2 separate regions of the Anas platyrhynchos genome follow, and region 2 is linked to region 1. Evidence: chromatin contacts called from public Hi-C data. All regions are on one chromosome and are shown on one strand. The core of a region is the stretch at or near the end of the contact, and the rest is flanking DNA. Distances in the headings are between cores, read along the strand shown. Region 1 overlaps SETX (senataxin). Region 2 overlaps POMT1 (protein O-mannosyltransferase 1).

What was found. Hi-C and Micro-C count contacts between places; a contact is called where the count stands out from the background.
Region 2: a Hi-C map of liver shows a contact between it and region 1, with 3 times the contacts expected there. The contact joins two enhancer-like sites. A contact is called at or near these places in 2 of 8 Hi-C or Micro-C datasets (liver and subcutaneous adipose tissue).

The regions. Positions count from the first base shown.
Region 1 is chr18:9,647,278-9,652,826 of IASCAAS_PekinDuck_T2T, reverse strand. It overlaps SETX (senataxin), which reads right to left. Exons shown (of 26, transcript XM_038165069.2): 16 at 5,253-5,354; 17 at 4,665-4,777; 18 at 4,048-4,119; 19 at 3,305-3,454; 20 at 2,682-2,789; 21 at 1,607-1,794; 22 at 1,160-1,252; 23 at 364-528. Among named protein-coding and RNA genes, the nearest start is that of SETX, 19 kb to the right of the region's middle. Within about 2 kb of position 2,581, at least 4 of the 8 cell types and tissues checked have an H3K27ac peak or open chromatin away from gene starts, as enhancers often do.
Region 2 is chr18:9,960,631-9,966,179 of IASCAAS_PekinDuck_T2T, reverse strand. POMT1 (protein O-mannosyltransferase 1) reads left to right here. Exons shown (of 21, transcript XM_005013244.6): 12 at 81-176; 13 at 1,518-1,610; 14 at 2,674-2,770; 15 at 2,862-2,954; 16 at 3,453-3,573; 17 at 3,945-4,042; 18 at 4,551-4,664; 19 at 5,178-5,304. Among named protein-coding and RNA genes, the nearest start is that of POMT1, 9.4 kb to the left of the region's middle. Within about 2 kb of position 3,314, at least 1 of the 8 cell types and tissues checked has an H3K27ac peak or open chromatin away from gene starts, as enhancers often do.

The sequences.
Region 1 (5,549 bases), core at 1,332-3,831:
AAAAAAGATTTCATGTATGAACATAAAAGAAAGTTTGTTTTTCTGAGGCCAGGATCATTGCTGAAAAGCTCTTTGGTTCCACATAGGTTGGAACTTTATATTTTCTTTCAAGCCTGCTTTACGCAAAAAAGCATAAATGAAAGGATATAATGAAAGCACAAACACAACCAATGACTAAGAAATGGTATGAAAAGGCCACGTCAATTTTAAGAGGAAATGCTTGGAACATCCCCGTCTGAAGGCCTAACCAAGTTCCGATTTTGGCAGAGAGAAGTTTGAGAGTTTTTGCCATGGTATTAAAGGGTGAGGAAAGGACTAACAGGCAAGAGCTAAGAGTCATTTGAAACCTCGTGGTTTCTTTACCCGTTATTCTTAAACACTCTGTCCAGTTCTTCTTGAATTTTCTTCTTCTGTGCGCTGTAAGGGGTAATTATTCCAATGCGACGAAGACCCAGATCCTTCCGTTTTTCTTTAATTGTTTTAATTAATTCTATCACCAGCTTCACTTCCTGGGGATTGCTAAAAGACCTAGACAAGAGAGAATGGAAACATTAAAGAATTACGTTTGACAGCTTTTGAATCCGACTCTTCAGCCCAACTGGAAGGCGAATTTTGAGTCAAAAACATGATTTTGAACTTTTGGAACCCCCCTTCATATACATACTCAAAAGACCTTTCCAACAGGCCCTGACAAGGGACTAACAATGAGAATGCTAGCAGCAAAGGGCTACATTTCATGTTCCCTTAAAATTATACAGCTTTGCTTGCCTTACAGAATATACAAAGGGGAGGACTGAGCCTGCCATCTTCTGGCCTTACCAAGGCACGCAGCTGTGAAAAACAAATGACTGATAAAATAATCAGAAAGTCAAACTGTTACTAGAGTTAGCAGAGACTGTCTACTAGATGCAAGTGAATCCCAAGAGTCAAAGCAGGATTAAAACTAGTTTCATATTAAAACTTAATACCTACTTTTATTAAAAAAAATAAAATAAAATAAAATAAAATATATATACACATAAATTAAATAAAATTAAGTTGAAAATGCAGTTCTGACTACTTGATGCATATTGGGAACAAGAGGAAAGAAGACAACGCTTCTGCAGGCAACTGTTTCTCAGCAAGTCTAAAATTTGGCAGAGTGGATTACAAGACTTACTCATTGTCTCGCTCCTCGCGACCATCTCCTACATCAAAAACAAGGTAGGGCTGGAACGGCCAGTCTGAAGAACATCTGTTCTCTTCTGTTGCTCTGTAAACAACAATCTTAATACTAAGTAACCACAAAAAATCCTAAAAACTGATACATCATTTATTTCTCATCAGCATTCTAAATTACCAGCAACATTCAGCTTTCAGTGCCCTTAATTTTCACTGTTACCTGCACATACTGAGACCTAAAAATGAACTCTGTGTAGTAAGGAGTATGCTCTATTTTAAGTGATTTAGTTAACTTAAGTATCTATCATTGAGACAAAATGCAGGTCATCTTCCATTAAGCAACTTCACCCACAACTCCAAGAGTTTTTAGACTAAAAAAAAAATCCCGATTTGAAACTCTTCTCTGAAGTCCCCCTTGCTCAGAAATCAGAACAGAGCTACTCACCTGTCAGTCTTTAGAGCCTTGCCATAAACATAATTGGATGGGAAAAGGCAGATGTCAGGGTGCATCCTGTACTGCACAGTCAGCTGCACAACTGGCAGACTTCGTAAAACATTCTTCTGCACTTGCTCTTCCAGGTGTCTGTGCAGGCGTGCCATCAAGGACTGATCATAGCCATAATCTTGAGCTTTCTGCCAGAGGGAAAACATACGTGATTTCCGTGGAATTAGGTCCCAAATTAACAATAGGAATTTGCTTTCTGGACTTGAAACCATTCAATATTTTCTTTTGAAGTTCTAAATCACTGATTAAATTACAACTATTTGCACTTCAGGTTTTTTTTTTTTGTCTTACTTACTCACTAGATAGCACCAGCATAAATCTGAATTTTGTCAGTGTAGTCCTCAGTAAGACAACTTTCCTTTCTGAGTCACAACATACTAAAATTTTAAGCACAACAACGATGAAAAGGAAGATCTTCCAGGTGGGATCTCTCTAAACAAGCACTCAACATTCAGAAAATTTGTGCTTCTAGAAAAGGCAGACTGCTTTAACTCTTTTCTTTACCAGATGTTCAAAACACCTCCTTACTGTTGGATACAAGAAAGTGTTCCTGTGTTTTCATCCTTAGAAGGCATCTGTAGGGTGAGGAAGTCCCCACACAAACAGGTAGTCTTCGTCCTCCACTGCTTAAGGAACGTGATGCTGGCTGAAGCTCACATAATGATATAACAGAGCCTGCAGCAACAAAATCCACCACAAAGCACTAAGCTGCACTGAAGTTTGTGTTGTCGTAGCTGTTCTTACTGGTGTATGAAATTAGTTTGAAGCTATGCCAGGTAAGTTACAGAAGCTGCACCCACACTTATACATTAGCTTTACTCAAACATCTGAAGACAGCATTGATACGGTCTCCACATACCAGACTAAACAAGAATTGCTTGGCAGGGTAAAATGCTGTAATCTGATACGTAGTGGGACGTGCCACTGAAGTTGTCTTTTACCCTTTTACACATTTTTCATACTGTTCTTGTACTATACCCAATAGATAGTAAGAAAAAATAGTCTGAACACTTACTACTGATTTTACAGTAGGAGGGAGCTGTTTGGGATCTCCAACAAGGACGAGTTTGTTACAGCGATGAATCAGTGGAATCAGTGTTTCAACCTCACAGGACTGCCCTGCCTTTTGTACACATAAACAGGACAAGAAAGTAGAAGTTGTAACCAAAAGAGTGGAGGCAAGTATGGTAAGTTTCCTGTAATACAGTCAGAATTAACTCTGGAATGCTTTTTAAAGTTTTCTTAAAAAAGAGAAAAATAAATAGAAGGATTTTTCCCTAATGAAAACTCCAAACAGATTTTTCTTTTATTATTAAACAGGCAGAGCTTTCCAAACATAAAAATATAACCCGACCACGTAGAAATCTCTATAGCAAGAACCACACTTCAGCCACAATTTTTAAAGTAAAAGATGTCTGCCATAAAAGCACCAAAGAATCAGCAAAAGAAGCAATTAGTAGTTACTTTTTCTTCTCTTTGCTCTACATGGCAGGACAGGCTGGTTACCAGTTAAAATGTGGGAATGAAGCAGTTGACCCACAACATATTATAACAGCAGCCAGTCTCAAGTAACCTAAGCAAAGAACAAGGCACACTTTAAACGTGGAACAAGCTGCAAGTCTAAATAGCTTTACTGACCTCATCCACGATGACACAGCTGAAAGGATCAAGTCCTTGCCGCCAAAACGCATGCTCCATGAGATTTCCTCCGCTTGTGCTCAGCGTGCAGCAGATTATGTCGGACTCCAAGATGATATCTGTCTGTACTTTCTGAGAGTGTCCCCGAACCTTCAAGTGCAACAGGACACCATGTCTCCTCTTTTATTTTAGTGTTTTTGAATCAACTTACAGCAATCTCTAACTGCCTGGACAATTCTAACTGCCAAACAAATCATTTGTATACATCAACCCAGTGGAACTCATCTCCATGACTACAAACAAAAGTCACAAAAGTCAGCTTGAAGCCACCACTTTTCTTAGAAAGGTTTAAACATCTCAGCTCCAGTAGGACCATAATGGACTTGAAAGCAGTGACGAAGATAGATCCTAGTACATGAGGATAGTGGGTACATTTTTATCATCTCCTTTGTGCAGCATGCTGTGTTTCCTTTTAAATTTACCCTCATCTGTTAAGAGTGAATTAACATATCCACATTTTTTCCCCTCCCCAAAACAGAGCCAGAGCGCACCTGTACCTCATACCAGACTAAACATAACTTACTCAGTTTATCTTCTTTATCTCTTTACTTACTACTTGATTTACAAAATGCTCCCAGCTACATCAAATCCAACTCTACACCACACTACAATTAAAGGATACAGAGTATACAAACACATTAGCTGAGGTTTAATCAAGAGCTGCCCTGAAAATGAATTCCTACCTCCTTTAGTTGAGAAGCAAGCTGCTGTCTCTCCTTTGAAAGTCTGCCAATTTCATCATCTATCATTTGATTCTGTGTAGGCAAAAAAGAAACCACATAAATATCAAGAATAATTAACACACATTTGCCATATACCTTTTTTCCTTCCATACTCAATACTACATTCTCACATTCCTGTGCAAACAGAAAAATGGTTTACCAGTAAAAAAAATCTACAATTTCAACACAAATGCCTATTTTTAAAGCAACTAAATTGAAAATTTCAAGTGCAAAACATATCCCAAAGTCTCAGATATTAGGTTGCCTTACTACTTACTTCCACATAAACAAAAACAAAGCTTTGAAGTAAACAATGATTTTAAATCATTAAGCCTTATAAATATGGTTACACTGAAATCAAGTGGTGATAAAACCGTAAGATGACTATTCAGCCCTAGAGCCATAGGTTCCATGACCGAGCAGCTGAGAATACTAGGATAAACAGACAAAATTTATGATATATAAGTTCCTCATTCCATTTCAGAGATGGCTTAAAGGAAGAGTTCTTTACTCTTTGGATACATTTTTAAATACATAAACACAAACAGGATTAAAAATACCATCATCTTATATATTACCTCTCTCTTTTCACATCTGTGCATGGCACGCTGACGAGACAGCTCGTCCAGCTTTTGATCCAGAGCTGCTTTTTTCTTCTGAATATCCTGGTCACGGTCACCTGGCTTTCGTTCTATAAAAGATGAAGGAAAACACATCGAGGAAATAGAACAACTGTTACAATAACTGCATTAAGTCATTAAGAATGAATGGACAAACTCATTTTCTGTTGCAGTTTCCCTATTATAACCTTATTTTGGGCAGTAAAACGAAGACAATACACTTTTCTTGATTCCAACTGTAGTTCTATAAAGCTGCATAACTGGATTGTTTAAATATGATGGCTTTAACTTTAAAAAAAACAAGACTTAGCATTGCTTAACTTCTATGCTTTTGCTTAAATTTTAGGCCGTATGTAAGCTGACACTTCTCCAATAAGTCTGAGAAAAATAATGCTTATGAAGCACTGTGGTATGATGTGCCACGCTGCAGAAAAAAAAAAATCTTTTACCCGATCTACCTTCTTAAAGAGCACATAGTCCCAAGTACACCAGGTCCATAACATTACCCAGAAAACTGAAGAAAAGTCTGATTTGTATGTTACTTACTCATTCTGTGCTCAACTTGCTTATCCAGGCTAAAACCCCGGACTTCACTGTTGATCGATTTTTCGGCACCCAGTCGCACTAATTTGATATCACCACAGTTTCCTGTTTACAAAATCAGAGTCAAAAAGTGCTTAGATTTCTCTAAGTACCTTTTCACTTTGGTTTGAGAAGAAAAAATAAAATGTAATCATATCATGGATACCACATAAGGCTTTTCCTTTTCTGCTTTTCAGGGGACTGCAACAATTTGTACTAATTTAAATGCAGGAACAGAAAAATTCAGTAATTCCATACTGA
Region 2 (5,549 bases), core at 2,065-4,564, 310 kb before region 1:
TGGTTTGTGTTGCAGTGACTGTTGAGCACAGAAACGTACTGCTACATACGTGTGTTTTTTTTTTTAAATCTTCTGTAAAGGTATGAGAATGGCCGAGGCAGTTCCCATCAACAGCAGGTGACCTGCTATCCCTTCAAGGATGTGAACAACTGGTGGATTGTCAAAGATCCTGGAATGTGAGTATGCAAAATATTTAAATGCCAAGCTGCTGTAAGCATAGCTTCAATGCACTTCCAAAACCTAAATAGGGCACAGGTTGGACTGGACGTTAGTATTCTCTGTGTATGGATTTACAGGCCATTTGTGATCATGAACAAGTAATGTCAGCTGCAGAGTTGGTAAGGGTGCCTATTTGCACAGTTCTCAATACATTAGAAGCATTATTGAGGACTCAGAAATTCTGTCTGAACTGCATCTGCCAGAACATGGGCTGTGCTGTGCACAAGGGGAACTTTAAAGAGTCATGAGGCTGATGGAACTCTTTAGGTGCTTTGCATGAAAGTGAAGTTCGGCTTTTTGAAGTGTGGGAGCCATGGCAGTAGAGTGTTTTGATGAATTTCATCAAACTTGAATGGGTCTCAGAAGACAAGAGAAATCACTTTTGCAGATTCAGTATTTCTTTGTAGTGAAAGTGTGAGATAAGCTGTAGAGTCTGCCACATCAGGACAGATTCCAAGTGGGTGTCTGTGCCTGAGAGGGCTTGGTTTGTGCTAAAGTGTTTTGGCATTGTAACTGTCAGCGAGGAGCAGGACTCTTTGTTCTTGTGGTTCTGCCAGTAAAAGCCCTTGTGTGATATCATTTTATACTGATGAAAAAGTTGCTTTTGTAGGTTTCTTATGAGAAACTGTATAAACAGTCCCACCAAAAGGCCATTATAAATCATACCCACACTGGGGAAGTTTGTCCGTAATGCAAACCTTTCATGTGGGGACTCTCCAAGACTCCTTGTGAGATCCACAGAAACCCAGTATCTTCTTAGCTTCAAGCTCTGGACTCCCATGAACCTTGGAGGATGCGAAGTTCTTCTATAGAACAACAAAGCGTAGGCAGCAGTTAGGTGAACTGCAGTGTTCCCCCTGGACAAAACATGCACTAGCCCTGTCCAGAAGCAAGATGAGAGCTTGGTCTCCATGGTGGAAATGGCAGTCATTGATCTGTCTTGTGATCCTGCCAAAAGTGCCATCAGCTGTAGTAAGAACACCTGTCAGACCTCACTGAAGCCACCAAACAGCTGTTGGGTGGGAATAATCTGAAGTTGCTCCTGACTGACCACTGACAGAATGGCTGGGGTGTCGGTATCCCAGCACTGATCCCCTGAGTCATTCTGCCCTTAACTTGCCTTTGCCACGATGAGCTTTCTTTCCATTCTGGTACAATCTACAAATTGTCTGGATTTCCCATCTTGCTGCCCGAATGTCAATCCCTATCTGCAGCATCTTGACCTAATGGTTTGTTCATGACAAGGTTGCATTATTTAGAAGAACATGACCACTTCCTCTTGTGTGTCACTCCACCAGGCAGCAGCTGGTGGTGAGTAACCCACCCCGTCCTGTCCGGCACGGACACATCGTGCAGCTGGTCCACGGCATCACGACTCGGTACCTCAACACGTGAGTCCTTCCCTTATCCTTTGCTCTTCCAAAACCTGTGGCTTGTTCTGCTTTGTTGTGTCTCAGAATAACTGCTCAGGGGTGAAGTGCAGTGACCCTTGCATTCAGATACGCTGCACACACCCTTGTTATTTGTGGATTCTGAAAATGGTGGGGTTAGGAAGGTCCTCACATGGTTACTTAGACAGGCAGTCCCTGGGCCCCAGGGAAACGATGCCCTGTGCTTTATTTATTTTTCTGCAGTTAATTTGACAATTGGATTGTCAAGTCAATTGTGTGTGTCACTGAACACTCCCCGTTCAGTGCCTGCTTGCTGTTTCTGGTCTTCTGTACTGGTGGCCTTTAGAAGGGCTAATGGTGGATTCAGTCTCATTGACGATTTGTGATAATTCTCAGGTTTCTAAATACAGAGTGCCCTTGGGGAGCCATCATCTCTCCTCCTTCACTGCCTCCTCTCCAAAATAGGCAGTATTTTGGGTGACTGTTAACGCAAAGTCATGTAATGGCTCCACTGACTTTGGTGGCATCCACCTGCACATAGGGTGCACTCTGAAAGTCAGGAGGATGTGTATGTGCAGGAATTCATTGTGCTGTGGCTCATTGGCACAGATTCTTGGCTGTTTTGCAGAGGCTGCAGCATGAAATGGTGCCCTGACTGCTGCCCAGAGGGAGTCAGCCTGTACTTGAATATCATGCACACCAGGAAGGGGGGCATCCTGAGCTTGGGCTTTTGCTATGCCCCTTCCAAACCTAGTCTGTTAATTTTTGGAAACCCAAGTGAACAGCATCTCTGTTTGTCACAATCGGTGCTTGTTCTTCAGCCCAGGATGGCAGTTGTCTGCATTGGCTTCCTCTGTGCCTGCTGCTGGCAGCTCTCAGCAGCAGGGAGTGTTCTCCTTCCGCGTAAACAGTGCAGTCTGTGTGAATGGCTCACTTGGGTTATTTGCTTTACTACTGAATCTGCTCTAAGCCAATCCACTACCTTTATGGGTCAATTTATTTTTAACAGGTTTGGAAAATAGTGCTGGAGGATCTGTGAATGCTGATTTTTCTTGTCTTACAGGCATGATGTTGCTGCCCCTCTTAGCCCCCACTCCCAAGAAGTTTCCTGCTATATTGATTATAACGTCTCCATGCCAGCACAGAACCTCTGGAGAGTGGTGAGTAGTCAAAGGGAAGGGAGGAGCTCATCGTTCTCCAGCAGAAACAGCTGAGACAAAATACTAATCAGAAGTCATCTCACTGTCATAGGAAATTGTAAATCGGGAGTCTGACACAGATGTGTGGAAGACAATTCTGTCAGAAGTGAGGTTTGTTCATGTGAACACCTCTGCAGTGCTAAAGGTAAGTGGATTTATATTTATTTGCCTACAGCTTTTCCTCCATGCAATTCCTAATCTCATAAAGTACTGATCACACTCCTCCAAAATGCCTAAACCACATAAAACAAATAAAGAAAACAATAAACTTGCTCAGTATGGTGAAAGGGCAGCATGTGTTTCAGGTGAGTGTACTCATGGCTTCATTCTTTCACAGCATGCAGAGCTGTCCTGCTTCTGAGAAGGCTGTGACCATTGTATACAACTGAGCCTTAAATATTGCCTCAGAAATTGGGGCTGAGTCCGTGTAGTACGTGACAGCAGATGGAACAGTGAAGAATCTCTTCTCAAAGCTTGCCAGAATCACTGACTTTATGGCTGTAGCATTTGTTCAAACGGTATTGCATGGTGACTCTTCACATATTTCCTAGCTGTGATCAGCTGCTCAGTCAGGGCCTAGGAACTTCCAGCCTGAGGTTCAGATTGGCACGACTGTAAGTTTAAAATCATCTTTCACTTTCAGCTCAGTGGAGCATCTTTACCTGAGTGGGGATACCGGCAGCTAGAGGTGGTTGGAGAGAAGCTGTCCAAAGGCTACCACCAGAGCATGGTGTGGAATGTGGAAGAGCACAGATACGGGAAAAGTACGTCTCAGCCGTGTTCTGTTAATTTCGTGTTCAGCTAATTTCTGTGACTAAGGCTAGGGCTTCCTGCAGTGGGGCGTTGGTGGAAGGACTCAGTTTGGTGGAATTACCTTGGAGACAAAGCGGGGATGTTCCCAGGATCACTGACATGGGGATGTCCACACTCAGACGCAGTAGTGGGTCTAGACAGCCGTTCAGTGGGCTTTGATTATACCCCGATGTCAGAATCCTTACAAGTCTCTTTAGAGAGCTCCCCCAGATGTAGTGCTGAAATCCTGGAGTGTGAGGAGCTAAGGGTATAACACACGGGTGTTCCCCTTTCTCGGTTTCTAGCTGTTATGTTATTTCTGAGACATAGTGTTTTCTTCCAGGCCAAGAGCAAAAAGAGAGGGAAGTGGAACTCCACTCTCCCACGCAGATGGACATAAGTAAAAACCTCAGCTTCATGGCAAAGTTCACAGAATTACAGGTGAACTTCCTATTCCCTTCATCCTTTCATCTGCTGCAGTAACCAAAGCTTTTCTGCAGACTCTGAACCTGAGAATTCCTTGGTTCTGCCTTGCTGATAGAGTAGTTTGGCTTCCTCACCGAAAAGACAAATAAATTATGAATGCACTTGGGCATTAGATGACAGCACAACTGTCATTACTGTTAGAACTGTGTAAAAAAAAAAAAAAAAGGGGGGAGGAAGAGCAGTTGGGCATGCTAAGTTCTCTGCAGCTGAACTGCAGCATTGTGTTGTGTAAGGTCATTAGTCTCGCTGCCCCTTACTAACATTTCAGAAATTCACTAAGAAAAGTTCATTATATAAGAACAAATAAAACAGTTTTATGGATAAATATCCAGTAAGAAATATGAAAAATAATTCTCCAATCTCAGGTTAGGAACTTACCATCTTAAATCTGAAGTTGTTCATCTATGCCTGCTGTCTGGGTCATCGTTCTAATTCCAAAAGCCTTCTGTTTACTTTTTGCTAGTGGAAGATACTCACACTGAAAAATGAAGACACGGAGCATAAGTACAGCTCCTCTGCTCTTGACTGGATCACAATGGATACAAATATTGCCTACTGGCTACATCCGACCTCTGGTGTAAGTACAAGAGGTGGGAGAAAATGTGAACCTGGTGAAGGAAGCAGGCTTCAGTTCATGTGTGAGTGCGAGCAGGGTTGCAGTTCCAGCCAAGGAGGTGGTACTGTGCCAAGAATTTTTAACGTTTCAAAGCAAACATTCTTTTTCTGAGGGGTGGGAACGTGTTTTTTGTTTGTTTGTCTTGTGATACAGCTATGACTGTGATTTATTTTAATTAAATCATGTCATCTTGCACTTTTTTAAAAAAGGAAAACTGCACTTTAATAGTTTTCATTACTAATTCCATTTAGAAGACGATTTCATCTCCAGTAGTATATTTTAACTGCTGTACTTCACAAAAGAGTCTTAAAGCAGCAAAGTTTATCTGCTTGCTTCATTCCAGGAAAGATCAGACTACTAGCCAGGCACAAGATGAAGTTTAATTTAGCAACTACGTGTAGGTAATATTTGAGCTTACCTAAAAGAACTGCAGCATATTCCTTCTTCTGGCTTAGACCATCTTCTATCCAACAGGCCCAGATCCATCTCCTTGGGAACGTTCTCACCTGGGCTTCAGCTAACGTTGCTGCTGTGATCTATGTGTGTCTGTCCCTGTGGTACTTGGTACGACGAAGGAGAAAAATTTATGACATTCCTGAAGGTCTGACTCCACTGGGGGTGGCTTTTGATCTATTAAACTTTAACAGACCCAAAACCACTTTTTTTTTTTCAACTATGTGCTTGGCAATTACCTTTTCCTGCCCTTTAACTCTGACATTTTTATTTGGGACACACAAAAGTATAAAGCATCCCCTTTTTCCCCCTAAAGCCAGCATAGCATTTGAGTCATTCCCTGGACGTAAAAGAGCTCCAGGCACCAGATTTACTTTCTACTGAGATATTTTG